Regions from separate parts of the Mus musculus genome. Here region 2 is linked to region 1. Evidence: chromatin contacts called from public HiChIP or PLAC-seq data. All regions are on one chromosome and are shown on one strand. Each heading gives the region's core, a stretch centred on a gene start, on an enhancer-like site or on the middle of the called end of the contact. The rest is flanking DNA. Distances are from core to core; before and after follow the strand shown.

Region 1 (4,834 bases), core at 799-3,298:
GTTATCCCTCATAGTCTGTTGCCATGGTTTCTAGTGTTTTATGAAATTTGTCTTAATTGAAAAAAAAAAAGACCAAATATTTCCACTAAAGCTTATAGGCAGCTGTGTCCAGTCACTGTAGGGTTGTACAGTTAGTTCCTAGGCTATTAATTTGCACCTGTTGTCACTTAGAAACATGGGGTTCTGTAGATTCTTGGTGCTAAGGGATACTTTGTCATTCTGATGAAGTAAGTGTTAAGTGTCAGAAAAATAGCACAGAATAGTTCTTTCTGCAGGTCTGGGTTTTTGTTTTTAATTGTAAAATGTTACCAATCAAACTATTGTAGCAGCTACAAAATAATTCACCAGCATGACAAAATAGTCAAAAAAAAAAAAAAAAAGATGTCATCAGCACATCAGAAAAGAAGGCAACTTTAAAACTTTTCTTTTAAAATTGTCAAATATATTTTATGAAGAATTTATAAAGGGGGAAAGTATTGTAATTTATTGTTCATGAGGTTTTTGGTTTTTTTTTTTTTAATAAAGTGAATTTCAACAAAAAACCTTGAAAGTTCTCTTGCTACTTTGAGTTGTACAGTTCTCTAAGTGATGAGTGTGAAGTGACCTACATCCTGGAAAAGTATTTACACTTGTGGAGTAAAAAATTCTCTCCTAGAAGCGGTTGCCAAGGACCGTGATTGGATTACAAGACTGTATATCATTTCAAGTTCTCCGCAACCGTAATGCTATCTGGCTATTTTTGCTTTTTAAGAGAAGTATGTATTGTTTAAGATTCTTGTTTCGCAGGGCATGGTGGCGCATGCCTTTAATCCCAGCACTTGGGAGGCAGAGGCAGGCGAATTTCTGAGTTCGAGGCCAGCCTGGTCTACGGAGTGAGTTCCAGGACAGCCAGGGCTACACAGAGAAACCCTGTCTCGAAAAAACAAAAAACAAGAAACAAAAAACAAAAACAAAAAGACTCTTGTTTTAAAATAGGTATTTTCTGTGTGTGAATGTCTTACTTACATATGTCTGCCCACTGTGCATGCAGTGCCCAAGGAGGCTGGATAAGGTTTCAGATTCCGCTGCAACTGGAGTTCCATGTGAACCTCCTTGTAGATGCTTCAGAATTGAACCGAAGGTCCTCCAAGAGGTCTTAACCACTGAACCATCTCTCTAACCCACAGATTCTTTTTTCCATTTATCCTATTTCTATTAAATGTACTAAGTGGATGCAATTTCAATTGATAACATGAGGCAATGACTTGTAAAGAAGTAGGGTTTAGCTGAGCATGGTGGCCCATGCCTTTGATTCCAGCACTTGGGAGCCAGGCCAGGCAACTGAGAATTTTGAGCTGACCAGCTCTACATACTGAGTTCTAGGCCAGACATCAAGGAGAAACCTCAGGGGGAAAAATTGCCATTGCCAGCCCAGTTTCTTTTGTAAAATGTATGGTTGCCTCAGCATACAATCTCCTGAGTAGCAGTGGAAAAGCTGAGGGACAGGAAGCAAGCCCCTGGCCTGCCTCCTACAGCAGCTAGAGCCTCTGAAAACAGATTTTGCACCTGATTATCTTTTTTAAAATTCAATTTTAAGCCCGAGGAGAGGCAGGCAGATCTCTGAGTTCAAGGCCAGCCTGGTCTACAGAGTGAGTTCCAGGACAGCCAGGGCTACTCAGAGACTCCTATCTCAGGATAGGAGGAAAATTAGAATTCAATTTCTACTGATAAATTTGCAGCTATCAACACTTTTGCAGTTTACAAAGCACCACCATATGCTGTTCATTCTTTTCATATCTTTTACTGGAAGTAGGAGCTGATTCCTGGTTTAGAACTGAAGGTAGAAACAGCAGGTGATGTCGGTCTCACCCCAGGACCATGACACCACCTAATCTCTGCCTCCAGTTGGCGGTCCTCTCACGGCAAAACTTTATCTTTCCAGCGGAAGGAGCCGGCCTTGTTTTGGCCTTCCTTTAAATTCAAATGTTGCTGTCTTGATCAGCCAATCAGACGATTTCTAAAGTGCTCCGCGAAACGACGGTTTGTGGGTAGAAAGTAACTCCGGTCTGAAAAAGCCTACAGAGGCCACACCTCTAGAAGGTGAAACGCGTTTTTTAAAGGTGGTACTTCCACCTAGGCAAAGAGTTTCCATTGGTTAGAAGTGAATTGCTTGAGAGAGAGAGAGAAAGAGAAAGAAGAAGGAGAGAGAGAGAAAGAAGAACGAGAGAGAGAGAGAAAGGAGAGAGAGAGAGAGAGAAAGAAGAAGAGGAGGGAAGGGAGGGGAGGGGAGGGGAGGGGAGAGGAGGGGAGGGGAGGGGAGGGAGTAGCCCTGGGCTTTGAAATTTTCTTCTCCTGTTCAACCTGGTATTTCAAGCTTAACCTGTTTTGAGCCGAAGTTAAGCAATTTGGTATTACTGAAGCTGTTGTGGTCTAGCACGCGAAAGATCCGGTATGGAAGAGTAACTTTTGCAAATAGCCACCTAAGTAAAATGTGTCCTTCCATAAATGGTCATCCATTCATTTGAGCCTCAGTTCCCATAGCTGCCAAATGAAAACGATAATTACATCTCATTGCATGTCGAGTTCGTCATCTTTGCTCGTGTCTTTGAAGTTTCTAAGAGAGCAGAGTTCTGGTCAGCCAGGGCTGCATAGTGTGACCCTTTCCCATAAAACAAGAACAACGACGTCATCAAAACACACCGCAAGGATTCCCGTGAGAGGAGGAAGGAAAGAATCACTGAGCCCTCTCCAGATATAGCTTTGATTGTCCCCACCTTGGCAGAATCTGGTGAAGGCACTGCCTGCTTTCCTCAGGAAAATGTTTGCCTATAATGTCAAGGGAGTACAAATATCAGGAGTCCATTGTCATGGACCCTAAGTTGAGGGATCCTGTGTTGGGGTGCCCAGCATGCCTCTGCTAGCACGCCTAACTTAAAGAGGCCATGCACCCAGGGATTCTAGTGAACCCACATGATTTTGGTTTTTGCCTTAGGTGACATTGTGTCAACTCAGCAAACTGCAGGTGACTTTTCAGTTCTAGGCATCACTCCCTGGTCCTCACAGGTGCAAGGCAAGTGCTCCTGATTTTAACACATACAATTTTTATACTTCAGATATATTATTGTACTTCAATTTGAAAAAAAAATTCTTTTTTGAGAGAGGGTTTTTTTTACTCTAGACTGACTTCAAACTAGGTATCTGAAAATAACCTTGAATTCCTGATTCTCCTGCCTCTACCTTCCAAGGGCATGGGTTATAGGTGTGCACCACCACATCTCATTTGTGCGTTGCTGAAGACTGAACCCAAGGCCTCCTGCCTGCGAGTCAAACACTCTACCAACTGAGCCATATCCCTTAGATAACACACATGAGGCCGGGACTCTGGCTCAGTGGCGGAACACATGTTAGCATGCCGAAGCCATGGCTTCCTTCCCCCAAATCATACACACACAAAGCAAACCAAGTCAGGCGTGGTGGAGCATGCCTTTAATTTATCAGAACTCAGGAGGGGGAGGGCGAGGTTGTGTGTAACTTTGAGGCTAGCCTGGTCTACATAGTGAGTTCCAGGTAAGCCAGAGCTACATAGTGAGATCCTGTCTCAAAATTGAAAGCAAAGGTGGACGGTGGTGGCGCATACCTTTAGTCCCATACTAGAGAAATAGAGGCACACAGGATCTCTGCATTTGAGGCCAGCCTGGTCTACAGAGTGAGTTCCAGGACAGCGAGGGCTACACAGAGAAACCCTGTCTTGAAAAACCAAAACCAAGCCAAAAGCAAAAGAAAACAAAATGTGCACGGGAGACCATCCACTGTGACTGACAGGAGGAAGGAGCAACCCTTCATCTTTCTGGTCCTATGTAACCTTATGAGTATCCTAACCTCTTCAATTCTGTTTCCCATGAGTATTTATTATTATTAAGGAGACAATCCCACTCTGTGGTCTAGCCTGGCCTCAGCCTCTTGGGTGCTGAGATTACAGACAGACACCACCTTGCTCAGTCTCCTGAATTTACACAGAGAGGACTCTTAACTTCTGATATACAAAGGTTCCCTTCAGGGAGCCGGTTGCAGAAATGTGCTGAGCACTTTATTGTTATGGGTGCCAGGATACTGAGGACCATTAGGAAGTAGCTTAAAGCTGTCCTTACTGCTGGTTGGCACTGCTGAAAGACATTGGGTTTTTGGCTCATTTGGTTTTTTTATTCAAGTTAGCTTCCATTTTTACTTCATTGATGAAGTTAGCATGTTCTATGTCAAGATGGCAACGTCTAGCCAGTCTTCTTGCCTTACAGCCCTCTGCAGATGTAAGTCTCAGCTCTCCTTTGCCCCACCTTCATTCCTCCGTGAGTATTATAATTCAAGCTGCCTGCCGTCTCTCAGACACAGTTGCCAGGAATATTAAGAAATACTAAGGGGGTTTTAAAGAGGTGTGCAGCTGTGGTCCAGCTAGTCAACAATGGTCGTCTCACGACGGAAAGTCTAAGAATCCAGTAGTTGTTCAGCCCAAGAGGCTGGAGGTCTCAGCTGGTGTTGGGTATATGTCAGAACCCTGAAGAAGTAGGCTCTAATGCCAGGGAGGGGCAGACACAAGAACAAGATACAGGGACTTGCCGTGAGAGTCCTGGGAAGCAGGCCACAGCCAAAGCTTCCTTCTCCCTGTCCTTTATATGGACTGCCATGAGAAGGCATGGCCCAGGTTTAGGGTGGGTCATCTCACTTCATATGGTCCAAATAACTCAAATCCCTTACAGGTCTGTCTGCCTAGCCACTTGACTTTTAAGTTAACTCCAGGTATAGTCAAGTTGACAACTAAGAAGCCTATGACATGTTATGGCTATAGTCACACCACTTCAAG
Region 2 (4,834 bases), core at 1,747-4,246, 160 kb before region 1:
GGGTGGAGCAGCTGAGGGTAGAGTCAGTCTGGAATCTGCCTGGCTCAAGGAGGCAGTGTCCTATCAGATAAGAGTCTGGGAGTTATCACCTGAGTCCCAGTTGATCTGTGCCTCACAGGAGGGCAGCTTGGGAAAGCCACAGACACAAGGAACATTTTGATAGTGGAAGGTTTTTTTTGTTTTGTTTTGTTTTTTTGCTGTCAAAGCATAGAAAAATCAGATTGTTTCTGCAAGACCCTTGCTTGCTTTCTGATGCTCACTACGCCCCGACTACCATTCCACCTTCACTGACCTCCACTTTGTCCCCGACGGTCACCAAGCCTCTCACCCCCTCTCTACTGTGGATCGTTCCTGGTTCCCAGCTCTGAGGTTCAGAGCAGAAGTGGGGGCGTCTGCTCGGCAGGCATTACTTCACAGTAATGGTTAAAAACATAATAATCTGGTGGCTGGAGAGAGGGTTTGCTGCTCTTACGAAGGCCCTGGGTTCAGTTCCCAGCACCCATGTTGTATGGCTCACAGCGATCTTTATGTCTGAATGCAGGACAATCTGACATCCTTTTTCAGGGGGTCTAAGGATTTCTGCATGCACAGCCATCTATACAGACTCATAAGTAAAGATAATAAAAATAAAATCTTAAAAAGAATGCAAGTCTGTATCAGTATCTGGTCTTTAGCATACATGTCCTGGGCTGGAGAGATGGCTCAGTGGTTAAGAGCACTGACTGCTGCTCTTCCAGAGGTCCTGAGTTCAATTCCCAGCAACCACATGGTGGCTCACAACCATCTGCAATAGGATCTGATGTTCTCTTCTGGTGTGTCTGAAGACAGCTACAGTGTACTCATATACATAAAATAAATAAATCTTATAAACAAACAAACAAACAAATATCCTTAGCTAGGTGATGGTGGCACACACTTTTAATCCCACTACTCAGGAGGCAGTGGCAGGCAGATCTCTGTGTTTGAGGCCAGTCAGATCTACATAGCTAGTTTCAGGGCAGCCAGGACTACACAAAGAAACCCAGTCTTGAAAATAAAATACTGTCACATAAATCAAAGGCGTGTCAGTATATCCACAAATGAATGTTGGCTATAAAGTGTGGAAGGGCGTAGAAGGTATCAAAGGTTCTGGAAGCTTCTCCACAAAGTGAGATATTTACGCAAGCCTCCAGGCGAAGAGGCCAAGTCTCAGAAGGGAACCCTAGGAATGGAGCGCCCGGCAGTCCTTGGGAGGACACAGGCCCTGCCTTCACAAACACAGCACAATGTGGTGTAAGGGTAGGTGGTGGCAGGCATAGCCAGGCTCAGGATTCACCTCCTGTCCCAGGGACAAGTCTAAGAGGGAGACACATGGCATCAATTTATCTCTGTGGGTCCAATAATCTGGTCCCTGGCAGAGAGCATAGCCAAGGCCCTCCTCTAGTACTGTGGTCTAGAGGGATGCTGGAGCTTGGGGCTGCTGGTGAGAACCTTGCCTCCGTGTGGAGAGTCAACAACCCTGCTAAGGATTTCCCTTGCCAATAAGTCCACTTTCTGCTTAGACTAGATTCTCTATTTTGTTGTGACTAGCAGACCCCTAACACCATCTTCTATTCCTTGAATTTTGTGCATACGGGGATCCCAAAAGGAACCCAGCTGAGAACTGACAGCCCACCCTCATCTATCCACAGTCCATAATCATACATTCCACTCTGGGATGGGAGCCCCTGTGCTCTAAGGAAAACGCAACACAGCCGCCCTTCCATGTGAACCAAACACACTTTATTCACTGTTATGGCTTGAATGTAAAGTGTCCTCCTGCAGTCTCCTGTGTTTGAAGGCTTGGTTCCTAGCTACTTGGGTTCCTAGTCTTCGATGTTTAGAGGAGTTGTGGGAACTTCTGGATGTCTGGCCTAGCTGGTGGAAGTGGATCCCTGGGGAGGGCCTTTGCACATGACACCTACTACCAAGTCAGGCCCAAGCTCTCTCCTACTTCCAGACCCTCCAGGGAGGGGTGAAGGAGCCATGCTGGAGCACCACCCCCCTACCATGCTTTCCCTACCATGATGGACTCTATGAAGCCAAGGATCACCTTGGATTTCTGCCCTCAGCTCCGCATTAGGCCTGAAGGAAGTTTTCTAAGAGCACATAGCTAGCAAGTGGGGATCGCGGGCTGATCGCTCCTCTGACCCCAGTGCTTTGGGACATGGTCTCTGCTTATTGAGCACAGTGTCCCCGTTTTCCGTCAGCTATCCCATTTGTGCTGGGTGTGACTCTTTCCCAAACCGTGAACATTATTTAGTTCACTTGCCTATCCTTGAGGCCTTCCGCTTAGCACCGTCCGGGTGCGGGGCATCAGGGCTTTCGTCCACAGCTGCGCTGCGGAACCTTCGTGACTAAGCCTTTCATTCTTTTTCTTCTTTCTAGTTCCTCCTCATGTGTACACGGGTATGCTTTTGCATGCGTGAGGGTGCACATATGTGCAAACGTGGAGGCTCAAGATCAAAGCCAGGGCTTATCCTGGACAGCTCTTCATTGAGGCAGGCTCTCTCAATCAAACCCAGAGCTCACTGATACAGTCTTGCTAGGCAGCTAGATCAAAGGATCCCACATCTCTGCCTTCAAAGGCTAGAATTGCAGGCAGTTGCCACAACTCCCCAACATTTAAGTTTCTGGGGCTTTGAACTCCAGGCCACAGGCTTCTGCAGCAAGCGCTTTAATCCCCGAGGTACCTCCCCAGCCTGGATTCCTTATTAATTAATCAATTATTGATTGTTAATAATTAATAATAAATTAATTATTTTTATAAAACCGGGTCAGGATTATCGAGTGAACACTATATTCCCTTTAAGTTCTGCCAGATTGATTCAGTGAAGTCAGACAGCTTTCCAGGTAGGAGAGAGGACACAGCAGATAGATCCCCATGTGACTGCACCCAGCATCAGCCCACAGAGAGGCACAGGCGCCGGGAGATGAGGCCGGGTCTCCACAACATTAGTCACTGTCTGCTTCCCCTTCCCAGGAGGCCCGAGGGGCGAGGCTCCAATTATGCTGAATTGATGAGGGACTTCAGGATGATGCAAGGCTGAGAGAGTCGATGTCAGAGACAAAGTGGGAGATCAGAACCACTCTGCCCAGAGGAAAGCCAGGAAGGGCCAGGTCTCCAGTGAGTAGGGAAACAGGTGGCAGGGTGACAATGTAAGTCCAAGGTGTCTGGGATCTGGCTCTGGTCCTGACTGTCCAAGGAAACGAATGAAAAGCAGTATGGCCTCTAATTTCTCTAATCTCCAATTTCCCCATCCAAAAACTTGTGTGTGTGTGTGTGTGTGTGTGTGTGTGTGTGTGTGTGTGTGTGGTGTGCATATGTGTATATGCATATGTATGTCTTTGGGGTTATTTTATACGTCTTTGTGTGTGTGTTTGTGTGTGTGTGAGAGACAAACAATGTATACAAATAAATGTATATGATGCTGGTAGTGGTGGCAGACATTTTTAATCACAGCAGGTGGGAGGTTGAAGGCAAGAGGATCTGGAGTAGCCAGCCTCAGCAACATAGTCTGAAGATAGCCTGGGCTATAAGAGACTGACCCTGCCTCGGGAAAAAAAAAGGTTTGGGGAGTGGACAGCCTGGGCTAGTAAGATAGCTCAATTACTACAGCTTTTGCTTTTTAAGTATGGGGACATGAAGGTGGGCGGTGGTGGCACACGCCTTTAATCCCAGCACTTGGGAGGCAGAGGCAGGCAAATTTCTGAGTTTGCGGCCAGCCTGGTCTAGAGAGTGAGTTCCAGGACAGCCAAGGCTACACAGGGGAACCCTATCTCAAAAAACAAACAAACAAGCAAACAAAAGTATGGAGACAGGAGTTTAATCTCAGAAACCATGTTTTAAATAAGTAAAGGTAGGTGTGGCGGCAGACTTTTAATTCCAGTGCTGAGGAGGTGGAGACAGGCAGATCTGGGACTCACTGCCATCCAGCCTAGCCTACTTGGCCAGTTCTAAGCCACTGAGAGACCCCAGCTAAAACCAAAACTCGACGTGACATTGTCTTCTGGCCACTACACACACACACACACACACACACACACACACACACACACACACCCCGCACTGCTTACATTTTTAAAATCCTTAAAAATATGTGCATCTGCATACATACAAAAATAATTTGTAAATATTAGAGAAATACCCAGGCCTGGCAGTGCCCCTGCTTAGCCCCAACCCTCTGCTCAGAGCCTGTTGCAGGTACCCTGTGAATGCATGAGTCCTGAACAAGCAGAGCCACATAGAAACCCCATGATTGTTAATTACATTGCTGTTGCTGCTGTTACAAAACACCATAACCAACGTAAGGAAAAGGCGGTTTGTTTTGGCTTAAGGTCCAGAGGGACCATCTTGGTAAGTCAGAGGCACGGCAGCGAGCTGCAGGTACAGCAGCAGAGGCAGGAGGCTAAGAGGTCGCATCTCATAATCCTAGCTCTGGGGGTAGAGGCCAGCAGGTCCTTGGGCTCCCTGACCGGTCAGACTAGCCTACTTGTCAGGTCTCAGGCTGGTGAGGAACCTTATCTCAGAGAGAGAGAGAGAGAGAGAGAGAGAGAGAGAGAGAGAGAGAGAGAGAGAGAGAGGAAATAGAAAGGGAAGGAGGAGGGAGAAAAGAAAAAAGGAAGTAGGGAAGGGAAGAAAGGAAGGAAGGAAGGAAGGAAGGAAGGAAGGAAGGAAGGGAGGGAGGGAGGGAGGGAGGGAGGGAGGGAGGGAGGGAGGAAAGAAGGAAGGGTAGATGTTTAGATGGTACCTGTGGAAAGACAATTGATATGCTTTGCCTCCCTCTGTCTCTCTGTCTCTGACTCTCTGTCTCTC

What was found. HiChIP or PLAC-seq counts read pairs in DNA pulled down with a chosen protein or histone mark.
Region 2: an H3K27ac HiChIP or PLAC-seq map of embryonic stem cells shows a contact between it and region 1, with 5 read pairs. The contact joins two enhancer-like sites. A contact is called at or near these places in 6 of 39 promoter capture datasets (the 3T3-L1 cell line, embryonic stem cells, hematopoietic stem and progenitor cells and 2 more) and 2 of 115 datasets of contacts at active chromatin or transcription factors (both in embryonic stem cells).

What each region holds. Positions count from the first base shown.
Region 1 is chr4:134,270,710-134,275,543 of GRCm38.p6, reverse strand. It overlaps Pdik1l (PDLIM1 interacting kinase 1 like), which reads left to right. Exons shown (of 3, transcript NM_001163794.1): 3 at 1-542. Among named protein-coding and RNA genes, the nearest start is that of Pdik1l, 14 kb to the left of the region's middle. Within about 2 kb of position 2,048, at least 179 of the 459 cell types and tissues checked have an H3K27ac peak or open chromatin away from gene starts, as enhancers often do. A contact at or near this core is called in embryonic stem cells, where this site is marked.
Region 2 is chr4:134,434,548-134,439,381 of GRCm38.p6, reverse strand. The region is part of intron 2 of Gm30453 (a long non-coding RNA gene); the gene reads left to right. Among named protein-coding and RNA genes, the nearest start is that of Gm30453, 11 kb to the left of the region's middle. Within about 2 kb of position 2,996, at least 26 of the 459 cell types and tissues checked have an H3K27ac peak or open chromatin away from gene starts, as enhancers often do. A contact at or near this core is called in embryonic stem cells, where this site is marked.